2 separate regions of the Zea mays genome follow, and region 1 is linked to region 2. The links are chromatin contacts, called in public Hi-C maps. All regions are on one chromosome and are shown on one strand. Each heading gives the region's core, a stretch centred on a gene start, on an enhancer-like site or on the middle of the called end of the contact. The rest is flanking DNA. Distances are from core to core; before and after follow the strand shown. Region 1 holds the start of LOC100282503 (lactate dehydrogenase1). Region 2 holds the start of LOC100272874 (ankyrin-3).

The links. A called contact is a pair of places that touch in the nucleus more often than the background predicts.
Region 1: a contact with region 2 is called in a Hi-C map of ear, with 2.2 times the contacts expected there. The contact joins the promoter of LOC100282503 here to the promoter of LOC100272874 in region 2. A contact is called at or near these places in 2 of 25 Hi-C or Micro-C datasets (ear and tassel).

The regions. Positions count from the first base shown.
Region 1 is chr5:69,374,093-69,379,287 of Zm-B73-REFERENCE-NAM-5.0, forward strand. LOC100282503 (lactate dehydrogenase1) reads left to right here and starts at 3,491. Exons shown (of 2, transcript NM_001155412.2): 1 at 3,491-4,273; 2 at 4,569-5,195. The coding sequence starts at 3,653. The coding sequence ends at 5,015.
Region 2 is chr5:68,796,660-68,801,407 of Zm-B73-REFERENCE-NAM-5.0, forward strand. It overlaps LOC100272874 (ankyrin-3), which reads left to right and starts at 1,867. Exons shown (of 3, transcript NM_001147327.1): 1 at 1,867-2,515; 2 at 3,596-3,770; 3 at 4,290-4,748. The coding sequence starts at 2,402. The coding sequence ends at 4,501. LOC100281473 reads right to left here and starts at 1,623. Exons shown (of 8, transcript NM_001196170.2): 1 at 990-1,623; 2 at 354-880; 3 at 175-225; 4 at 1-89. The coding sequence starts at 1,515.

The sequences.
Region 1 (5,195 bases), core at 2,241-4,740, 580 kb after region 2:
AAATTTGTTAATAGCCAATCGGTAATGGTCATGCCATCGTTAATACCATCTGCTTCAATGCAGTCAATGACTGAGATAGCAGAGGATAGTGGTGGCACTGGCAGGAAAATTGCACACAACAGAAGTGTTTCTGAGCCGGACTTTGGTAGATCATCCAAACAGGTACTTGCAAAGAGAAAATTTGAGAGATTAGTTTCTGGTCAGTTGATGTTGAATTTGATATATCTTTTGGTATTTATTCCCTCATCTCGTCTTAAAAACCTAACAGGGTGCTGGTGGATCAGATGGTACACAGAGCAGTGCATCAGGATCCAGCAGTTCTCGATTTGGTTGGCTAGTGCAGAAGACTATGGGATTAGTGTCAAAATCCCACCGCCAGGTATTTTTTTACTGGGTTATGAAATGGACAATCTCCAGTTTTTTTTCTTCATCTCTTCTTTTCTATATGCAAGGCCAACTTATGATCCTATTTCTGTTCTGAAGGCAAAATTAGGGGATCAGAACAAATTTTACTATGATGAAAAATTGAAGCGGTGGGTGGAGGAAGGTGCTGCTGTTCCTGCCGAAGAGCCTCCTCTTCCTCCACCTCCAACAAAACCATCTTTCCAGAATGGTATGCTAGACAATAAGTTGAATGGCCCCATGAGCGTAAGCCATGCTCCCAATGGAGTCACAGAATGGAAATCCTCAAATTCTTCAGAGCAAGGTCTGGGTATGCCGCCAATTCCACCTAGCCAAAACCAGTTTTCTGCTCGTGGACGGATGGGTGTCCGGTCCAGGTAATTCAACAGTGGCATTGACATTTACTACTTTTTAATTATATTTCTATATTGCTCTCCAAGGTATTATCTGGCAAACTGATGGGTTTTCTCTCTGTTTTTCATTTTAGATATGTTGACACATTCAATAGATCAGGTGCATCTGGTGCAATGCCATCATATAACAAACCAGCTGCTCCATCTATGACACCACCAGCTGGTGCCAAGTTCTTCATGCCAACTGCAGCACCTGTTGCCGCGGATCAGATGATACCACACCAAGCAGCAGAGATACACAGTGAAACCATCCATCAGGATGAGCGGTCAGCCTCACCGCCAGCAGAAACATCATTTTCTTCAACCCCACCACCCACGCAATTTCCATCACCAGTGCAATCAACAATTTATCGGCAATCTAGTATGGAGAACATCTCCACCCCTTACCAGGGTTCCGGGGTATCGTCATTAAGCAACGACAGCTCATTCTCAAAATCTCGAGCCGCGTCCTGGAGTGGGACATACTCTGAGCAGTTTAATGCTTTTGCGGGCACTATATCGCCTGACAGACAGACGACGCATTCACCACTGATGCCTGGCAAACCACCACACAGCCGTTCCAACAGCAACTCATCAGGGCATCTCAATGGATTGGCAGAGGATCTTCATGAGGTCGAGCTGTAACTGGCGACTGGTCAGCATGACCGTCGCAACTCGTGTCTTAAAGGCAGCGATGACAACCCCTCCCCAAGCAGGTGACAGAAAAGAAGGTGCCCTTAAAATGCTGACCACGGGGATGCCGCAGCTGGAATGGGCTTGGTGTGACTTTGCACGAGATTCTGGGGCGCGCTCTAAACCACCGAGGTGCGTCAGGCCTGTACTAATAGAGATGCAGGGTTTTTTTTTGTAGCCATATATACATATATGTTGGTTTTGTGTTTTAGAGAGAAGGGAAAGGGTTGGGTGGGCCTTTGTTTACAGGTGGGAAGGGAAGAGAAGCAGCATGCAGATGCCCTTGTACAGATAATCTGCCCCTACCCAGTTTGTTTAAAACGCAAACAACGCCATTTTGGTTTTAGTTCCCTGGAGAAGGATAGAGGAGAAGGTGTGTGTCTTTGTAGTGTGAGAAGCATGGCTCTGTAGTGTTGTTGTTATAGTGTACTACTACTGTGCTAGCCAGCCGCATACACAGACTGTTTATTCTTTGGAGACGAATCAATTCTTTCATCTTGACTAGGGCATTATTATTTGTTAACATAATGCTGCATCTTGTTATGTACGTAAAAGTCAAGAGAAGGTACAAATTAAGCCATATGTTATGTACTAGTAAACAATGATACAGGATGCAGATGCTTATCGATTGATACGTTGATGTAGCAAGAGTGGCGGCGGTACGCGTGGTTTTGGTTAATTGACCAGGTGAGTGAAAACCGGCTGCTCAGCTCCAGGATTTGCCTCGCCAGACACACAGCACATGCTTGCCTTTTCCCATAACCTTTCACAGCTCTCTCTCTCTCTCTCATTTTCTTCTGTCCGACATACATGTGGAGCTCTTAGTAAAGCTGCTTTACTAAACATTTTTTTTTAAAAAAAAACAGCTCAATTTTACTGATAAAGTCGCTCGCGAAGTTGCTTTACAAAAGAAGAAGCTTCAACAGTAAAGCTGAGATGTACTAAATGTTATCTAAATGAAAAATGCAGTCATAGATTTTGACCAATTCAATATTTTCCAAAGCTTTATTAGACTTGTAGAAAACATTATGAATATTTGTATGTGTAACCTTAGAGCACTTATATAAGTCATAACAAATGGCGTACTTATATAACCACAATGTACTGGTGCTGCGTCATTATTTTATACTACGCATATATTATTATAAGTAGAGAAAGCTCACAAAACCATGCGCGCGCCCCCCTGTTTGTTTCGGTCGCTAATTACACCCTTTGTATCGTTGGTTGATGATGGTCTCCACCGGCCGTACGAGTCATCGATCGTTGATTTATTTTTATCACCGACTTGCACGCCTTTCGAACAAAGACGCAACAAAGGAAAGCGAAAGCGTCACGAACGAGGTTGTTCCCTGACAGTTGTTCGACTAATACAACTGCAAGACACTGAATAAGCAGTAAAAATCAATATAGATTAAAGTTAAACGAACATGCTCAACATCGAATACTACTCATATGTGTTATTATTAAGAGAATACCACCAAGGTAGAAAAGTTAAAGGACCTAAACTGTTGTGCCGGGAGAGTTGTGCGACGAACAGATGTAAATATGATAAAATAAGTTCAAAGTTCATATAGATAGCACGATCACACTTAGGGCTAGTTTGAAGCCATAAAAATGGAAGAGATTAAATGAGATAAAATTCACTTATTTAATTTTAAATAAGAAGAGAGTTTTAACCCCTCTAATTCTCTCCAGTATTTTAGCTCCTAAACTAGCTCTTACAGCAGTAAAAGACCCTTGATGGTAGCGTATGCAAAGAGAAGGAACTATTCAATGAATTGTTTTTTTAATCACTAGTAGTATGGTGGGTAACTGTCGTCAACCGGCCCTATCTACTTCAGTTTAGTGAAGCACTAAACCGCACCTTGGTATGTTCAAATTTAAGATTTTTTTTGAAACGAAACAATTTTAACCAGCGGCTCCAAACCGGTGAAGTGGTTTGGTCTTTGGTGTGGGGCCAGGGTATTAATGGAATTGAATATATAAAGAGCAGGGTGGTGGACCTTTCCCCTCCCACGAGTCGAGTAGCCATTGCCCATTGCCATTCCTTCCTTCCTCCACAGAGAAATCCGATCCGCGGAGATTTGACCCAACCAGATCATATCACACACGTAATCCCATCCCATTCCGCCCGCAACAGCAGCACCACCGGTGGGAAGAAGAAGATGAAGAAGGCCACTTCGCTCTCCGAGCTGGGCTTCGACGCCGGCGACGCGTCGTCGGGCTTCTTCCGCCCTGTGTCCGGCGACTCGTCGACGCCGACGTCGCAGCACCACCGGCGGAGGCTGACCAAGGTGTCGGTCATCGGCGCGGGCAACGTGGGGATGGCCATCGCGCAGACCATCCTCACGCGCGACCTGGCCGACGAGATCGCGCTGGTGGACGCGGTCCCGGACAAGCTCCGCGGGGAGATGCTGGACCTGCAGCACGCGGCGGCGTTCCTGCCGCGCACGCGCCTCGTGTCCGGCACCGACATGTCCGTGACCAGGGGCTCGGACCTGGTCATCGTGACGGCCGGGGCGCGGCAGATCCAGGGCGAGACGAGGCTCGACCTGCTCCAGCGGAACGTGGCGCTGTTCCGCAAGATCGTGCCGCCGCTGGCGGAGCAGTCCCACGACGCGCTGCTGCTCGTCGTGTCCAACCCCGTGGACGTGCTCACCTACGTCGCCTGGAAGCTTTCGGGCTTCCCGGCCAGCCGCGTCATCGGATCCGGCACCAACCTCGACTCGTCCAGGTTCAGGTTCCTTCTCGCCGAGCACCTCGACGTCAACGCCCAGGACGTACAGGTTCGTGAGGAGTAATGACATCTGCCATTGGCCCACATCTGCCAGAGGCATCAGTTCCCGTTGGACTGTGACCACTCCTCTGGTTGCTAAGAGCGTCTCCAAAAGATTTCATATTTTAAATGTAGGGTAAAACTGAGCATAAACTTGGTAAAAAGATTTGAGCTGATTTTAAACTCGGTAAAACCGAGAGCATAAACTTGGTAAAAAAAGAAGAAGGAAGAAGATTTGATCTGATTTAAATCTTGGTAGAACTGAGCATACAACATGTCTATGAATCAATCAATTTGTTTTGCAGGCGTACATGGTCGGCGAGCACGGCGACAGCTCGGTGGCGGTGTGGTCGAGCGTGAGCGTGGCGGGGATGCCGGTGCTCAAGTCGCTGCAGGAGAGCCACCGCTGCTTCGACGAGGAGGCGCTGGAGGGCATCCGCCGCGCCGTCGTCGACAGCGCCTACGAGGTCATCAGCCTCAAGGGCTACACCTCCTGGGCCATCGGCTACTCCGTCGCCAGCCTCGCCGCGTCGCTGCTCCGGGACCAGCGCCGCATCCACCCGGTCTCCGTCCTCGCCAGGGGGTTCCACGGCATCCCCGACGGGAACGACGTCTTCCTCAGCCTGCCCGCCAGGCTCGGCCGCGCCGGCGTCCAGGGCGTCGCCGAGATGGAGCTCACCGAGGAGGAGGCCAAACGACTGCGCCGCTCCGCCAAGACCATCTGGGAGAACTGCCAGCTCCTCGGCCTCTGATGATCACATCACCGTCTCTCTTCATTAATTAATTATTGCATCAATTTCCACAACCTAGCAGCAGCATCCGGTACCCGTGTTCAATAAAAACAAACCGCTACAATGTGTGCTTTCTAGCTGCATTAAGCTGCTTACTACGAGTATTTGGGCTGTGGCTTTCTTTTTCATGTATCTCACCAA
Region 2 (4,748 bases), core at 617-3,116:
GCTGTTGGGCCTTTAGCCTTAGCGAAGCCAACAACACCATTGTAATTTCCAGTGGCCAATAGCGCTGTGAATTTTGCTATTTGGCCTCCCTGATAAACAAGATGTAAAATTAGGCAACAGAGTTGGCGAAAAGACTAATTATCAGTTGAAGTCACTCAAACAAAGAACGATAACCTTTGTGACTTTGCATGTCCTGTTAACATCGATAACTTTCACATCAAAACCCTGTAAGGTGTGTCATGATGATATCCATGTTAGCACATAAAGCAACATGAAAGACATCGATGGAAGATATATCCAATCAAAAGATTGCTAGGCTGATTGGACTATTTTCAATTGATGATTCTACTTACTTTTCTGTACATAGGTCTCCTGCTCTTCTCGGACAGGGAATTGCGTTCCTCCACCAAATCCTTGATTTCCTCCTCCAAAGCTCTGCCTTTCTTACCGAAGGTATGATCCAACAGTTCTAGCTTCCCCTCAATCTTCTTTTCAATAGCATCGAGTTTATCTATGAGAATATCATCCCTCTCCTTCACATCATTGAATTCCTCGTCGACATCCTCAAGTTCTGCCCCTTGGATCATCTGCTTCTCCTTATCAAAGCCGGCATTGAGCACGACATCCTCAGGAGAACCAACCTGCTGGTGCTGGATGATCCCAAAGTTTGCAGGGTTACTGGGGTCGTAGGCTTCCTTGATTTCCATGATCCTGACGGCTCGGTTGAGCTTCTGAAGGAGAACGAAGCGCTCTTTCCCCGTGGCATCCTTGAGACGGTTCATCATGTCGCCGATGACCCTGTACTCCAGTGGCAGCTTGAGATGGCGCTCCTCAAAGTTGTTGATTTTGGTCATCCATTTGTGAGCCTCGTCTAGGGTGTCTGTCACATTTGGCCATGGCAGCAAAAGACAGAGAATTGTTGAAGGAATAAACGAGGCGGAAATGGATGGAGGACGGGATGAGATGAGGCTGGTAAGTAGGTTCATTACCGGCCTCTGCGAATGATTGCAGGAACTCCTCATGGCGCTTGCACTTGCGCTCGAACTCGTCGACGCGCTGCTTGATGGCATCGGGCGTGTAGCGCTCGTCGTCCTCGTCGCTGTCGGAGTCGGTGGGCTCCCAGAAGCCTTCGCCGGCGGCCATATCCTTGGTCTTGCGTCGCTCGAGCTTCTCAATGAGCGGCTTGACGCCCATGTAGTCCTCTTCGTCTTCCTCCGGCTCTTCCTCCTGGTCTTTGCCGTCCTTTGCGCGGCGGTCCTGTCGCTCCCGCTGGCGCTCGCGCTCGACCTCAGCGAGCAGCTCGTGCACGACCCACTCGCTCTGGAACTTCTGGTGGGGCCTGGCGTCCCCGGATGAGGCGGAGAATGCCAGGTGGCGGCGCGGCGGCGTGATCCGCGAGCCTAGGTGATGGCCGTGGCGTGGGAGTGCGGTGGAACCCGCGAGGCTATGCGGACGCAAGGAAAGGAGGCGGACCCACGCCGCGGCGGCGCGGGAGCGTGCGACGGCGGCGGCCATGGCGGCGGCGGCGGAGAGAAGAAGGAGAAGAGGGTTTTTGCCGGCGGGTGGGATTCTGCACCGCAACAAAATGGAGTGGGAATCATCGTCCGTCGCAACCGTAGCGGAATGAAATCTAGGTGGGCCCTTCATGGGCCTCCATTTCCTAGTCCATGGGCTACCTCTTGCGTCATCTGAGCAGCACGGGCACCCGACGAACCCTGGCTTGGTCGGCTCGGGTCGTTTCCGTTTTGGCCGCTCGGGGGCAATTCTGTCTATCCATCCACAAATAGAAGTTTGTCTCAGAAAACAAAAATAAGAAGGATGGGAATTGGATTCTGATTTGTTGTTCTTCTTCCTAAATAATAAATTCTAGGGTTTGCCTCTTCCCTCTCGGCTCTCGCTCCCACCACCACCACCAGGCAGACGCAGATCGGCGGCGGGATAGGCTAGCAATGATCCCCAATTCCGACTTCCTCTAGACTGCCTGGCGGTCGAATTCCGATTCGATTGGAGTAGGGAACGAGAAGGGAACAAATACACCGGCACCACCACCAGACCAGACAGCACGTGCCTCCATACTATGGTTTACGCCCCGTGCCGCTCATCGACGCCGCCGTCTTCCTCGCCGATGCTCCACAAGAACCTCCGCGCCCTCGGACCCGGCTTGAATCCCTTGGCTCCCTTCGGCATGGGCAACTACTCCCGCTAGCCGTTTCCTCCTATCCCTCTTTCTCCGATTCCGATCTCTGAGTGCTTCCGCCTCCGCCCCCGGCCGCTTCCTCCATCGGAACCGATCCCCGCTATTTTACTCCCGTTCGTTTCATTGTTCCGTTGCTTTGGATCTGAGTCTCGAGATCCTCCCCTGTCCTGCTGCTCGAGGAGCCGCCAAGGATACCAAAATACCATGGTGCAGGTGCGCAGGTCGCTCAGCATGAGCCGCCTTCGGAGCTGCCACGACGCGGACGACCGTGGCTGGAACCCGCTCCATGTTGCTGCTCGCAAGGGAGACCTCAAGGAGGTAACCATCATTCATACATAACCTCTCTACCTTTGTATTTCTCTTAATGATTGATGATACATTGCATGCTATACCAAACTAGATTAGATTGTGAACCCATAAACTAGATTAGATTGTGAACCCATACAATTTACCAAAACGTTTGAAGGGGGAAAAGGAGCCCGCCATTGTATTGATTGATGATCTGGTATATAAAATATTGCCAAAGGTGGCCAGCAAATGTCCAACTTAGGGCTAGTTTGGGAATCCCATTTTTCCAAGGGATTTCTATTTTCCTAAGAGAAATTAGTTCATTGTTCCTTAGGAAAATAGGAATCCCTTGGAAAAATGGAGTTCCCAAACTAGTTCTTATTATGTGTAATATACGATGGAAATAGAGTGTAACCGTTTCTATCCATATCGTCAGATACCATATACAGATTCCAGCACGTGTTGGTTCACATGGATTGTGTGCATGCATCACACACAAAATAACACTAAATACATAAAATTGCACTCAGGTCAAGGCAACCAGTATTTCAGGAATCCTTTTTGTCACCACCCTGAAGCTAAGCAGAGCAATCCAAACAAACAACTACTTCTAGATGTATAATTAGTTTTGTTGGCCGTCACCTTTATAATTATATATCAAAATTCTGTGCCCATCTTAAGCCCATATGACCATGTTCAAAATTCTACTATCTCGAATCGTTCTGAATTAGCTGGTTCTCAATTCTAGTTTTTCATCAAATATTGTTCCAATCTTCATCTGTGACTGGCTGTACATAACTATTTCCCTTTTTCTTATTCCTTGATTTCATGTGCTTCCACTAGCAATAAATATACTGCGTTGACTCATTTGGCAATTGTTATAGACACATTTGGGAAGAAATACCACTGTTTTTAGTCCTTTAGAATGGTATTCATCCTAGGCCTTTACAATGATACTCATCCCTGGATATATATTAACCTTCATTAGTAATGGTGTCTTTCTATTTCTCTTGTTGCCTGTTGGTGCGACGGTGCCTAGTGCCAAATGTTTTTGCTTACTCACCTATCTAATTAGATAATAAATATGGTTTTCTCTCTCTCTCTGCCTAGGTCCGACGTCTCCTGGATGAGGGGGGGATGGATGTGAATGCACCTGCATGGGGACCAAAATGTCCTGGTGCTACCCCACTCCATCTGGCTGCTCAGGGTGGGCATGTTAAAATCATGGATGAACTACTGGAGCGTGGTGCCAATATTGATGCTCGAACAAAAGGGGCATGCGGCTGTAAGTTCACACTTCCTCTGACCCATTGCTAGAGAGCAAAGGTTTTGAGTATGCACATTTCGGTGTCATTAATCTTGTTTCCTGTTGGAGTTGATGCTGCTTCATGAACATATCATTCCACCATATGCTGTCTGTGCTATGCAATGACTATGAATCCGCGTAGTTGTCCTTCCATCTATTATCGGCGGAATTGCAATCCCCCTCCACCGAGACCTGGATGTTACATTCTTGTGGACAAGTATATGCAGTAGTGATGCCTCCCTGGTTATTCTGGGCCTCAAATTCATTCAGTTTCAACCGAAGTTGCATCCTAATGATTTAACATGGTTTCAGTTCATGCCTAAGGACATACGTGTCAGTTTTTGTATGGTAGAAACTATTTCTTGATTAAATCATATATATGCCTCTACTTCTCTAGCAATAGTGGGCGCAAAACATGCTTATACAGAATAACGATATGAGTGGACCTGTTATTTTTATCCTGGGAGTCTGATTGGCTCTTTTCTTGGTTGAGCACAGGGACTCCTCTACACATTGCTGCCAAGGAAAGGAACAAGAAGGCTGTGAGATTCCTGATTGAGAATGGAGCATTCCTTCCTCCTGAGATGAATGACCATAGGTTCAATCCCCCCCTCCATTACTGCTCTGGGTTAGAATGGGCGTATGAGATGAAGCGCATGCAGGATGAAAGCGATTCGCCTGGCGAAACTTCGTTGAGCTCGGATAACTAGAGAGAAAGCAGCAGGTGCATGCAGCTTGAGAACGATGAAGTTAAGTCAAGTCATTGAGTACATTTGCTTGATGTCTGGATGATGGAGATGTTCTGTTCTGTGACTTTAGAATAATTGTTGAGTGGTACCTGTAATATACGACGAGTGATTTGTTGAATAATAATCATACACTAGTGTATAGCGCGCACATGCGCGCATGCCGTTCTGTGGTGTAAAATCTTGTTATAAGCATGTATAACTTGATATT